Regions from separate parts of the Gossypium raimondii genome. Here region 2 is linked to region 1. The links are chromatin contacts, called in public Hi-C maps. All regions are on one chromosome and are shown on one strand. Each heading gives the region's core, a stretch centred on a gene start, on an enhancer-like site or on the middle of the called end of the contact. The rest is flanking DNA. Distances are from core to core; before and after follow the strand shown. Region 1 holds the start of LOC105773375 (thermospermine synthase ACAULIS5). Region 2 holds the start of LOC105774730 (protein BIG GRAIN 1-like B).

The links. A called contact is a pair of places that touch in the nucleus more often than the background predicts.
Region 2: a contact with region 1 is called in a Hi-C map of leaf, with 2.5 times the contacts expected there. The contact joins the promoter of LOC105774730 here to the promoter of LOC105773375 in region 1. A contact is called at or near these places in 2 of 2 Hi-C or Micro-C datasets (both in leaf).

Annotation. Positions count from the first base shown.
Region 1 is chr6:16,548,372-16,553,660 of ASM2569854v1, forward strand. It overlaps LOC105773375 (thermospermine synthase ACAULIS5), which reads left to right and starts at 1,981. Exons shown (of 10, transcript XM_012595188.2): 1 at 1,981-2,241; 2 at 2,375-2,441; 3 at 2,526-2,620; 4 at 2,733-2,835; 5 at 2,929-3,017; 6 at 3,101-3,257; 7 at 3,361-3,436; 8 at 3,522-3,580; 9 at 3,683-3,819; 10 at 3,895-4,216. The coding sequence starts at 2,084. The coding sequence ends at 3,973. It overlaps LOC105773373 (mechanosensitive ion channel protein 10), which reads right to left. Exons shown (of 7, transcript XM_012595185.2): 7 at 4,643-4,957.
Region 2 is chr6:16,701,209-16,706,497 of ASM2569854v1, forward strand. LOC105774730 (protein BIG GRAIN 1-like B) reads right to left here and starts at 2,988. Exons shown (of 1, transcript XM_012597287.2): 1 at 1,361-2,988. The coding sequence starts at 2,728. The coding sequence ends at 1,532.

The sequences.
Region 1 (5,289 bases), core at 731-3,230:
GGATATGGCACTCCCACTTAGCCATAATCCCACACTCACAGAAAAGGTCTAATTCTAGTTTAGCCCCTCTACTATATTGAAATTTAGGTTTCAATTTCTCTAATTTAATTTGATATACTTTACTCTATTTACTTTTATAATGGGTCAACATATGTTATTCTCTATACTTTAGTAAAATCTGAGATTAGTTCTATACTTATAGAAAGGTAAAATTTATTTTATTTTTACCTTTTTGTTCAAAATTCTAGTCAAATAATTGACATCGATAATATTTGGTCATCAGATTTTACTTGTTGTAATGTATGTTTATTGAATTCATAACGGTTTGTGTATGAAGTTAATTTGATTGCGTGGGTGTATTGATAGTAAATTTTGACTAAAAATTTAATAATATTGATTTGTGGTTTCTAAATAGAACAAAAAGATGATTTAAATTTTTATTTTTAAATATATGGACTAAATTTCAAACTTCATTAAAATATAGAGATTGATGCATATTTAACTTTTATAAATTTATTAGTAGACCCAAACCGATAACTACCCTCTAATAGTTGACTTCTAAACCTTTCGAGGGCTTGTAGCTACTCTCTCCCAATAATGTTATTTTAACATTTAAACTTAAATTTACTCTTTGGAAATACAATATGTTTTATCACGTGTCCAACACTTTTTGATAATAACAATGTAAAAGGTATTAACAAAATTCATGAAAACTACCATTACTTTATTTGGAACAATTAATAAAATTATCAAAATATGTATCTAACAATAATATTGTTAGAGTTGTGTGACCCGAATCATTGTTAAAATAAAAGACAATGGCAAAACTAGGGGATCTTGTTAAAATAACAGTAACATTACTCGGACTATGTTGCATGAGTAGAATCCGTATAGAACTACACTTCTTTTATTTGGCACTGATTAGAATAAGGTTTTTCAACCTTTAAATAGATGTAATCGAACTCTTCCTGTATTATTCAATTTTCAACATTAGTGAATTTTTTTCTCCTCTACTCGTGATTTTTTCTCGAAAGGATTTCCATGTAAAATCTGTGTGTTTTATTTTTCTTTCTTATCGTTTTACGATATTTTATATTGTTATTATCGACGTTCAGTTTTAACAAACATCATAAAAAAATAAAAGAATCAAACTGTATCAAATTAAAGAGATTAAATTGTAAATTTCAACATAAACAAAAGGGACTAAAATCAAAATTAGACCCCAAAAATCCCCTCATGGTTTGAGTATTGTGCTGGTGAATGAGGAAAAGGACAAAAGGTTGGCTAAAAAGGGAAAACATTTAATCCAAAAATACACAAAGTATCACCACTTTTTAACTCGCTTAGTGGACCCCCTTCCAAAAAGAAAAACCTTTCTTAGTGGACCCCATCATTTCCCCTAACCAAAAAATAAAAACACAGTGCCACATGTACTTTTATCCACGTGTCAGTATAGTGGAAGACCACATGTACAAGATGGGGCCCACGTAACCCACGCGGACATATATTCCCGGTTTTCATCCTTTTTCATTGTATCCGCCAAACCTATAGGGGGTAGATAATATCATATGCATGCGCATGCTTTTCCTTTCAAAATTCTAGAATGACAGTCAATCTCTGGGAAATTTCACCCAATCTAACTTTAGATGCCAACACATGGCCGTGGAGGCCTCCAAAAAAGGAGAAAAAATAATATCTCTTGGTATTTTCATTATACTGCCAATGCCAGCTTAGAACATCACTAGGAAACAACCTTTGGTGGGTTGTCACCATTGATGAGGTTACCATTTTCATGAACCAATGTAGTACCATGATAATTGGCGTGAGGAACAGAAAATCCGTGGGACTGTCTGTGACAGAATCATTGCCCGTGTTAGCCAAAACCCATAATTATCTACAAGATTATATCTTTCTTTTAAAAAAAATAAAAAATTCTTGGGTTTCTAGTGTGTTAAAAGTGCTATAAAAAGCACGTAGCCCTGGTGTTACCATCCTCACACTTTGCCACCTCTTGCTCAATCTTCTGTTTATCTTATCTTGTTTTGTTTCAAGTTTTTCTCTTTTGTTTTTAGGTTATTCGATAATGGGTGAGGCTGTTGAGATCTTTTATCCAAATGGTTTCTCTAAAATCTGTAATGGAACAACAAAGAACCAACCACCTGTTGATGAGACTCGCCAGTTTGATTCTTGGTATGAAGAGGAAATTGATGAGGATCTCAAATGGTCCTTCGCTTTGAAAAGGTTTTACCCTAATCTTTCTTCATTATATGCACATTACTCAAAACATGATAAAAGCAAACAACTTTGGGTTTTTCTTTGACTCATAATTCAGTATCTTAAACCAACTCTCATCTCTTTGTATCTCTCTTAACAGTGTACTGTATAAAGGTTCTAGTGAGTATCAAGATATAGCCCTTTTGGACACTAAACGTTTTGGCAAGGTATACCTATAGGCATTCATTGTTTTGTTTCATCCTTTTTTCAAGTTTTCTAATCTCCGATTGTTTGAATAATTGCATATGTAGGTATTGGTGATTGATGGGAAAATGCAAAGTGCCGAAGTTGATGAATTTATTTACCATGAATGCTTAATTCATCCAGCTCTTTTGTTCCACTCGAAGTGAGTCCTTTTTATTATTATTATTTTTGGTGGCTAGTCAATGTCTCTATGAGTACTCCATTTCCATTTATCTGTAAAGTAGTAACATATATTGTTCTTACCAATTGTGCAGCCCCAAAACTGTGTTTATAATGGGGGGAGGGGAAGGGTCTGCAGCAAGGGAAGCACTCAGGCATAAATTTATTGATGAAGTTGTAATGTGTGATATTGATGAGGTGAAATTCTTGGTCTCATTTTTTTAATATATATTTCCATTTACTTTTTCTTTTTAGTGTTTGGAGGGCACCACTGATAATTTACAACTGCAGGAAGTGGTCAATTTCTGCCGCAGATACCTGACTGTGAACCGTGATGCATTTTGCAACAAAAAGCTTAACCTTGTTATCAATGATGCCAAGTAAGTATACTGAGCTTATTTGATGTCCATTTGCTTCAAAGGAATTTGAGCTAATTACTATATACTTGTGTATGAATATTAAGGGCTGAACTGGAGAAGAGGACTGAGAAATTTGATATCATAGTTGGAGATTTAGCAGATCCTGTTGAAGGAGGGCCTTGCTATCAACTTTATACAAAATCATTTTATGAGAAAATTCTTAAGCCCAAACTCAATGAAAATGGCATTTTTGTCACTCAGGTTGGTATTCCCCCGCGCCCCTTTTTCTTCTTGTGTAGGGTATATATACATGTAAGTCATAAACATAAGAATAAAAAACTAGAGATAAATTTCTATTCTATAGGCTGGCCCAGCTGGAATATTCACTCACAAGGAGGTCTTTTCCTCTATATACCACACAATCAGGCAGGTTTTCAAGTGTAAGTTCCTCAACCAACTCTTAAGATTCTATACAATAGATTGAATAATAAACAATAAATCATGGTTTTTTTTTTTCTTATGTAGATGTGTTGGCATACACAGCTCATGTGCCATCCTTTGCTGATACATGGGGATGGGTTATGGTATGAGAATTAATGTTCAAATTTGTGAAGTTGAATGGAGTAGAAGTCTTATATATATATCCCTTTTTCGCTTTGTTTTAACTTTGATTTGCATTAACATAGGCCTCGGATCAACCATTCTCCATTGGTGCTGAAGAAATTGACAAGAGGATTGCTGAAAGAGTAGATGGTGAATTACTCTACTTGAATGGCTCTTCATTCCTTTCCTCTGCAACCATGAACAAGACTGTTTATCTATCGTAAGTTCCACTGTTTGTTAGATTGTAATTTGTTGCCATTTTTAAAGCAAATTGAGATGGTTTGGTTGTTTTCAGGCTGTTGAACGAAACCCATGTCTACACTGAGGAAAATGCGAGATTTATACCAGGACATGGATTGGGTAACCACCTTTGAGGTTTGCAGGCCTTAATCTTGGGGAGAAGTTTGTTGTAAATAAAAGAAAAAAAGGGAAAGGTTGCAATTAAAAGATAGCATCAAAAAGACTTTTGCTTCAAACGAAATCAGTCATCAATTGTTGAAAGAAGTTGGTTTTTAATTTTTAAGACAATTTATGTGTTGGCTTTTGGGTTGTTTCACAGATTTGGATTACAATCGCATGAGAGCTTTTTATCTATATAATTTAAACAAGTTCCTCTACTCAAGCACTTACTTTCCCATCCCTTATTATCATTATTTTTCATGTTGCAATGCAGAGCTCATTGATTTTGTGAATCAAACATGTGCTACCAATATCTAAGAACAATGATTTATATAAAACATCAACGATTATACCAACTTTCTTTGTCCCCCTTATGCTGATGTGTACCAAAACCGTCTGGCAAAAAGGTTGCATTGGTAAAGAAAAAGAAATACCCAAAGGCAACTTCATATGATAACTGCAAAAAGGCTTTAAAATATACGTTAGAAAATTTATGATGACCTGAGGTGACCCCTTTATCCTGCAGCAAAATCCGGGTTTAATGGATAAGGTTTATATCCCACTTAGCCACTACGCACTGGATTTTGCTACACCAAATCCTCGCCATAATAAACTCGCTCAATTCTTAATAATGAAAACCAAACTTGATCCACAAGTTAACTCCACAAGTCCATTGATATAATACAAGCTTACATCCAAATTTGACTCTCTCTCTCTCTCTATCTATAGAATTATAATGAAAACAAAACTTGAGAGCATTGGTCTTAACTCCACAGGTTCATAGATATAATACAAGCTTACATATCAAATCTAACACAACCATATGTATATGTATATAGGCTGGAACTTGTCTTCTGCAATAATCATTTTCCCCTAATCCATGTTAGATTACAACTACAGGGCCCCATTGCCACTCTTAGCCAAGCTGCAATGATAGTAGTATCTGCTTGTTTCAGCCCCTAGTTGAAATAAAATCAAAGTGAGAATTGAGTATAATCATTTTCAAAGAGAGAAATAAAATAATTGCTTCATATTTGGTACGGGCATGCCAGGATGCTGTTTTCGGTAAACCATGGCCAAGAAGTTTCGATTCGGAATCAATAAGATGTGGTTACAACTACCTGCAATTTATGTTTCTCCCCTTTCTCAAACAACACAAGTGAGTGACCATTTAGTTCTGAAGTGGGGATTCTTATGAACAAGCTTCAACTGATTAAATCATCAAAATGTATTATTTGGAATAAGTAACAGGAGTCCAGAACAATCTAGAATTATTTATACAACTAATGCA
Region 2 (5,289 bases), core at 1,738-4,237, 150 kb after region 1:
TTCCTCTATTTTTACTTTTTTTATCAATTGAACTGAGAAAAACAATGATATAATAGTAATGTAAAACTAAAAACATTGATTAAGTTGGTATGCACAGATTCACATTTATCACAAGGTTTGCAAGTAGAATGGTCCATTGCGATAATTGAGCAAGCAGTCTAATCATAATAGACAACTTTTAGAGAGCTATTGTTTCTCCAATCTTATGGACAACACTAGTTTTTGTTTGTAGAAAGTCCATTATAATTGATGAGCAGACTTACAATGTTGTTGGTCCCTTTACAGGAATCCTAAGAGTCAATTTTAATGCACAAAATAACAGTACAGCTCTGTTTCCTTGTTTGAAAATATGAAACTACCTCTACCCTTGTGGACCTTGTCTTACGTCAAAAATGTAAAACAGTAACAATTAAATGCTGTAACCTTGTTTTTATCTACATTTTCCACGTTCATAATAATTGTAATCTTAATTGTCTTAGAAATAACATTAATGTTTTGATCTACCAGTTGAAATTTAGCACTACTAGATTCCATTATGTCATTACAAAGCACTCTCACTACTCTTACCTTTTGTTTTATCCATCATCAAAAATACATAAACAAATTCCTTTTATGCTATTACTTGTAATGTGAAAGTGCCTCAGATAGGGCTAAAGTCAAAGAAGCATCAAACTTCTTTATTTAAAAGAAGGGTTTTTGAATGATTTTATTTCTGAACTTGAGTACCCTCTTCTCTTGGTAACAGGAAAGGTGGGGAATTTGTGATGCAAATGGCAATGTTGAATGGTTCAAATAATAAGATTCTTTTTAACTCAACTTAATTTCGAAATCTGGATGAATTTAACTTATCTGATTTACATTTGAGCTTAAGGATAAAAATAAAAGGAAAAAGGAGGGTTGGATCCAAAATAGAAATAGAAATAGAGGAGAGAAAAGGAAGGAAAGCAAAAGCTTGCAGTGGTCTCATAACTTTGTGTATTCCCATGGGGGGAGAGAAGATCTGCCTTTGCCTTTACCATCACACCTACCCTCTCTCTCATTTTGCTTCTCATTACGATCTCGAATCTTTCTTTCTTTTTCTTTTTCTTTGTTCAATCACTTAGAAACTGTCAGTATCTCTTCAGTTCAGATCATCGATCTAAAGAATTTAACGCATCCCCACTTGTTCCTTTTCACAATCCCATGCTTTCTTTTTCCTTCATTTTTACATCCTTCCTATTCCATTCCATTTCACTCTACTTCACCATCTTTTATGACCATCATTTTTTCGAATAACTAAACATATACCATTTAATTAATAATAAATTTATAATTTAAACAAAAATCAATTCATCACTGTTAACATCATCAGCAATTTCCATATAGAAGTATAGGCTAAATTATCTCAAATTAAAGAGACTAAACCCTCAAATTTCAACATACAAAAATCATAATTAGATTAAATTAAACAAGGAACGAAATAAAGAAAAAAACAAACACAAAGTTAAAGCTGAAATTTTTTGTTTCTCTGTATATTGTGAACAAAAGAAAACTAGACTAGGAAGCCATTAGCAATGGCTCGATTTGTTTGAACATGGGTAGTTTCATACACGGGAAGCTCTTCTTCATACCTATGGTTACCTAAAAGAACAAGGTGATCTAACTCGAATAAATCCGAACTCGAACAGCTACTTGCATCATCTTCATCTTCACAATCTCTGCGAGAATCCCTTGAAATTAAATTGTTCTTTTTCTGGTTTAGATGATACTCTTTCAAAAACTCTCTGGCCATTTCTTCAACTCGCCTCGTCTTCTCCATTGCTTGAACCTTCATCTCCTCCTCGCGCTTCGTCGATGGCGATTTCCCTATTTTCCATGCATTCGAAACCGAAACCGACGGCAATTTCGACTTCGACCCTCGTTCTTCGTTTAAGCACTTTTGCCCGCACGGTCTACTGTCTTCGTCCACGATTACGCTCACGGGGCAGAACCTAACTGTTCTTTTAACCCCGTCACGCAACTTTTCTCGCCCCGGAGCCGAGTTCTTGCTTAGACATGACCTTGAAAACGATGAAGCTGAAGAACACGACGACACCTGCCCCGATGTTGTCGTTGTTGATGATGATGAACCCTTGGTTTTTTTCTTTGAATTGCCTGTCGTGAACAAAGAATTGATGAAACTTGCGAGACGGACACCTGGTGAAATCGGTTGTTGTTGTTGTTTCACTTTCTTTAAGTTGCCATAAATTTTCATGTCCGCCCTTTCTTCCATTCTCTCTCGTCCTCCTCCCCCTGTTTTGACAGGTTTCAGCCATGGTGGAACAAAACAGGATGAAGCTTTAGTTTTCGTTGTAGTACCGTAAATGGATTCAGTGTCAGATGATGAAAATGAAAAACCCCCAGAACTGGAATCAGATGAGATTGAAGTGGAACTAAAGAAAACACCATCATGATCAAGTTCATGGTCATGATCATGTTCATGATGTGATGATTTTCTTACAAACTCGGAAACAACCTGTTTCTTCTTCTTGTCTGCATTTGCCTTCTCACTAACCTTCTTTTCCATCCATTTCTCAATCAAACAAGCTCGCTGTAAACTCGACATTTTGGTACTTGTCTTCTGCATTGTCTCACTGTAGAACTTCATGTCTCCAACTTTGGTGTCGCCATCATCGATGGAACGATAGATTTTGTCAAGCAGCGTAGAAGAGAAAGATGGGTTTTCTCTCATTTTCTCATTTCTATGCATGGTTTCTCGTTTTCGGACAAGGAAGAGTTGTTTTCTTTTTTGTCTATGAAGAAGGGTTCAAAAGCTGCAAAATAAAGAGGAAAACACACACACACAGAGGTTTATGTCTGAAACAGGAAACGAATCACTGTTTCTAGATTTTGTTTGGGTACTGTTGGAATTTGGAAATGAAAGAAACGAAACAAAAACATAAAACAGGGAAATTTGATGCTTTGTCTGAAGAGAAAGGGAAGGAACGCAAGAGAGTAAAGAAATTAAAATTGTGGATGCTTTGAAGATGGAGAAGAAAGGAACAGAAGCTTATCACTATATAATAAAAAGGTTGGTCAAATTCTGATTTTAGTCCCTGTACTGTTCTCATTTTAGAAATTTAGTTCTTATGGCATAATTTGTTCCTTAGTGTTATGTCATGTTTGATGAAGTATTGAATGTTTAAATTTCGTTGAGAAAATGTAAATATTAAATCTAAATGTGTTTGATAATTATGTTAAAATTTTATTTTAATATTTTTTCAAAAATGTGGGTTGAATAAAGTTTAAATATCTTTAAGTTAATTTTATTTTTAAAACTTATACTTGAAATGTTTTTTTCTTTATTTTTTAAAAAATAATATGTCTTAAATTTTATCCAAAATGTTTAAAAATAATATAAAATATTATATTACAAAGGTTAGAATTTAAAAAAATAGAATTATGAAATAAATAATAAATAATTTCAAAATCAAAATTTATTATTACCTAACAACGTAATTATATTAATACTTAATTTTTATCAATAAACTAAATTTATAATATAAATTCAGTATTTCAAATTTTAATTTATTAAATAATACTTTGGTCGAAGTCACTAACATTGAGGATTAAATTATGTGAAATTTAAGGTATAAAGATTAAAATTTTAAATTTAAGTATAGCATATGGACTAAAATTAAAAGGTTTAATGCACATTTTAGTCCCTAAAATATATCATTTTCTCACTTTTGTTCTTAAAGTTTTTTGCCTACTCTAATCTCTCGAACTTCCCAATTCAATTCTTTGAACGATAAAATTTAACAGTTGAGATATTTAAGCAATCATATGTTGTCACCTAAAAACCTCTAAAATGAAAACAAATCACAAAAAATTATCAAAATTACTAAAAAATAAAATTAGAAAATTTACATAAAACTATAGAAAATATAAAAAATACTAAATTACTATTTTAAAAATATTAGAAATTTTAATATTTTTAAATTTTATAAAAATACATTTACTAGAACTTGAATACTAGATTGTTGTCTCTTTGAAGGATACCACCTATGATAATTATTTATAATTCAATTAATTGAAAGTTATAATTGGTAGATATTTTATGTGATAAATTTGGATAAAATTTTTAATTATTTAAATAATGAAAAATAATATTAGTTCAGTTCAAATTATATTTTAATTATTCCAAATACTTTATACTATCTAAAGATAAATTATCTGTTTGCAAATATATTTTTAAATGAAGTGTACATCTAAATATTATTATATACATTCGTTGCCTTAAAATATTTGAATTCAAATTATGTTTTGAATCATTAATATTTATATCACAATTACAAATCAAATGCCACTGATATTCGAATATGTCATCATTTTCCCTAAGTCCACCACGATTGTCCAATGGTTGACCATTCTAGATCACATTAGTATAAATAAAGAGAGCACGTACACGACGATAGAGAAAGGAAACTTACTCCAAACATTATATAAGGAACCTAAGTACTAAAAATGGATGTATTTTAAAATATTTAAAATTTGATATAAAATTTATTTATTCTCTTAAAATATTCTTAAAATAAAATTTTATATAAATTTTTACGATTTTAAAATTTTAATTTTTTACCATCTTTTATAATTTCAAATATTTAACAATTACTTATTTTTAGTTTTTTTAAAACTTATAACATATAAAATTATATAAATTTTTATATTTTTAAGATTTTAAAGGGTTTTCAGGATGATGGCATCATTGTGACATCAACGACACATGATAATTTATGATTAAGCGAATATTTAAAACGATATTTTTAATATTGGAAGGATTAAACCAAAAACATTTGATAACGTTAAGGATTGAAGTGAAAATTTAAGAATTGAAATGGGTATACTTTAGAAATAAAAGTGTGCATTAAGCGAAATTAAAATTTGACCTAAAAAGGTGTTTAGGTCTGAAGAGCCATGGAGCCAATGCCAGATTGTCATATGCCTACGTGGCACTTTTTTTTATATTTTTTCAATCCCAAGATTTTAACACTTTGAATCTTTTTTCTACTTTGAGAATTGAATTTATGGCCGTTTGATCATTGTAGGGAGGAAGAGAAGTCTCTGTGTCAGTCTTGGTGGGTCCATATGTTGGTTTGAGATGGAAATATTTTCTGGGTTTTTTAAATATAGTAATAAAATTCTTAATGGTTTTATTTTTCTTTTGGAGAAAAGAAAAATACTTCGAATTTGGTTGAAGTAATTTGTTGGAATCCAGGTTAGTATTTGGTTTTTTAGTCGTCTACACAACTCATGTGTTTATTTTTCTAG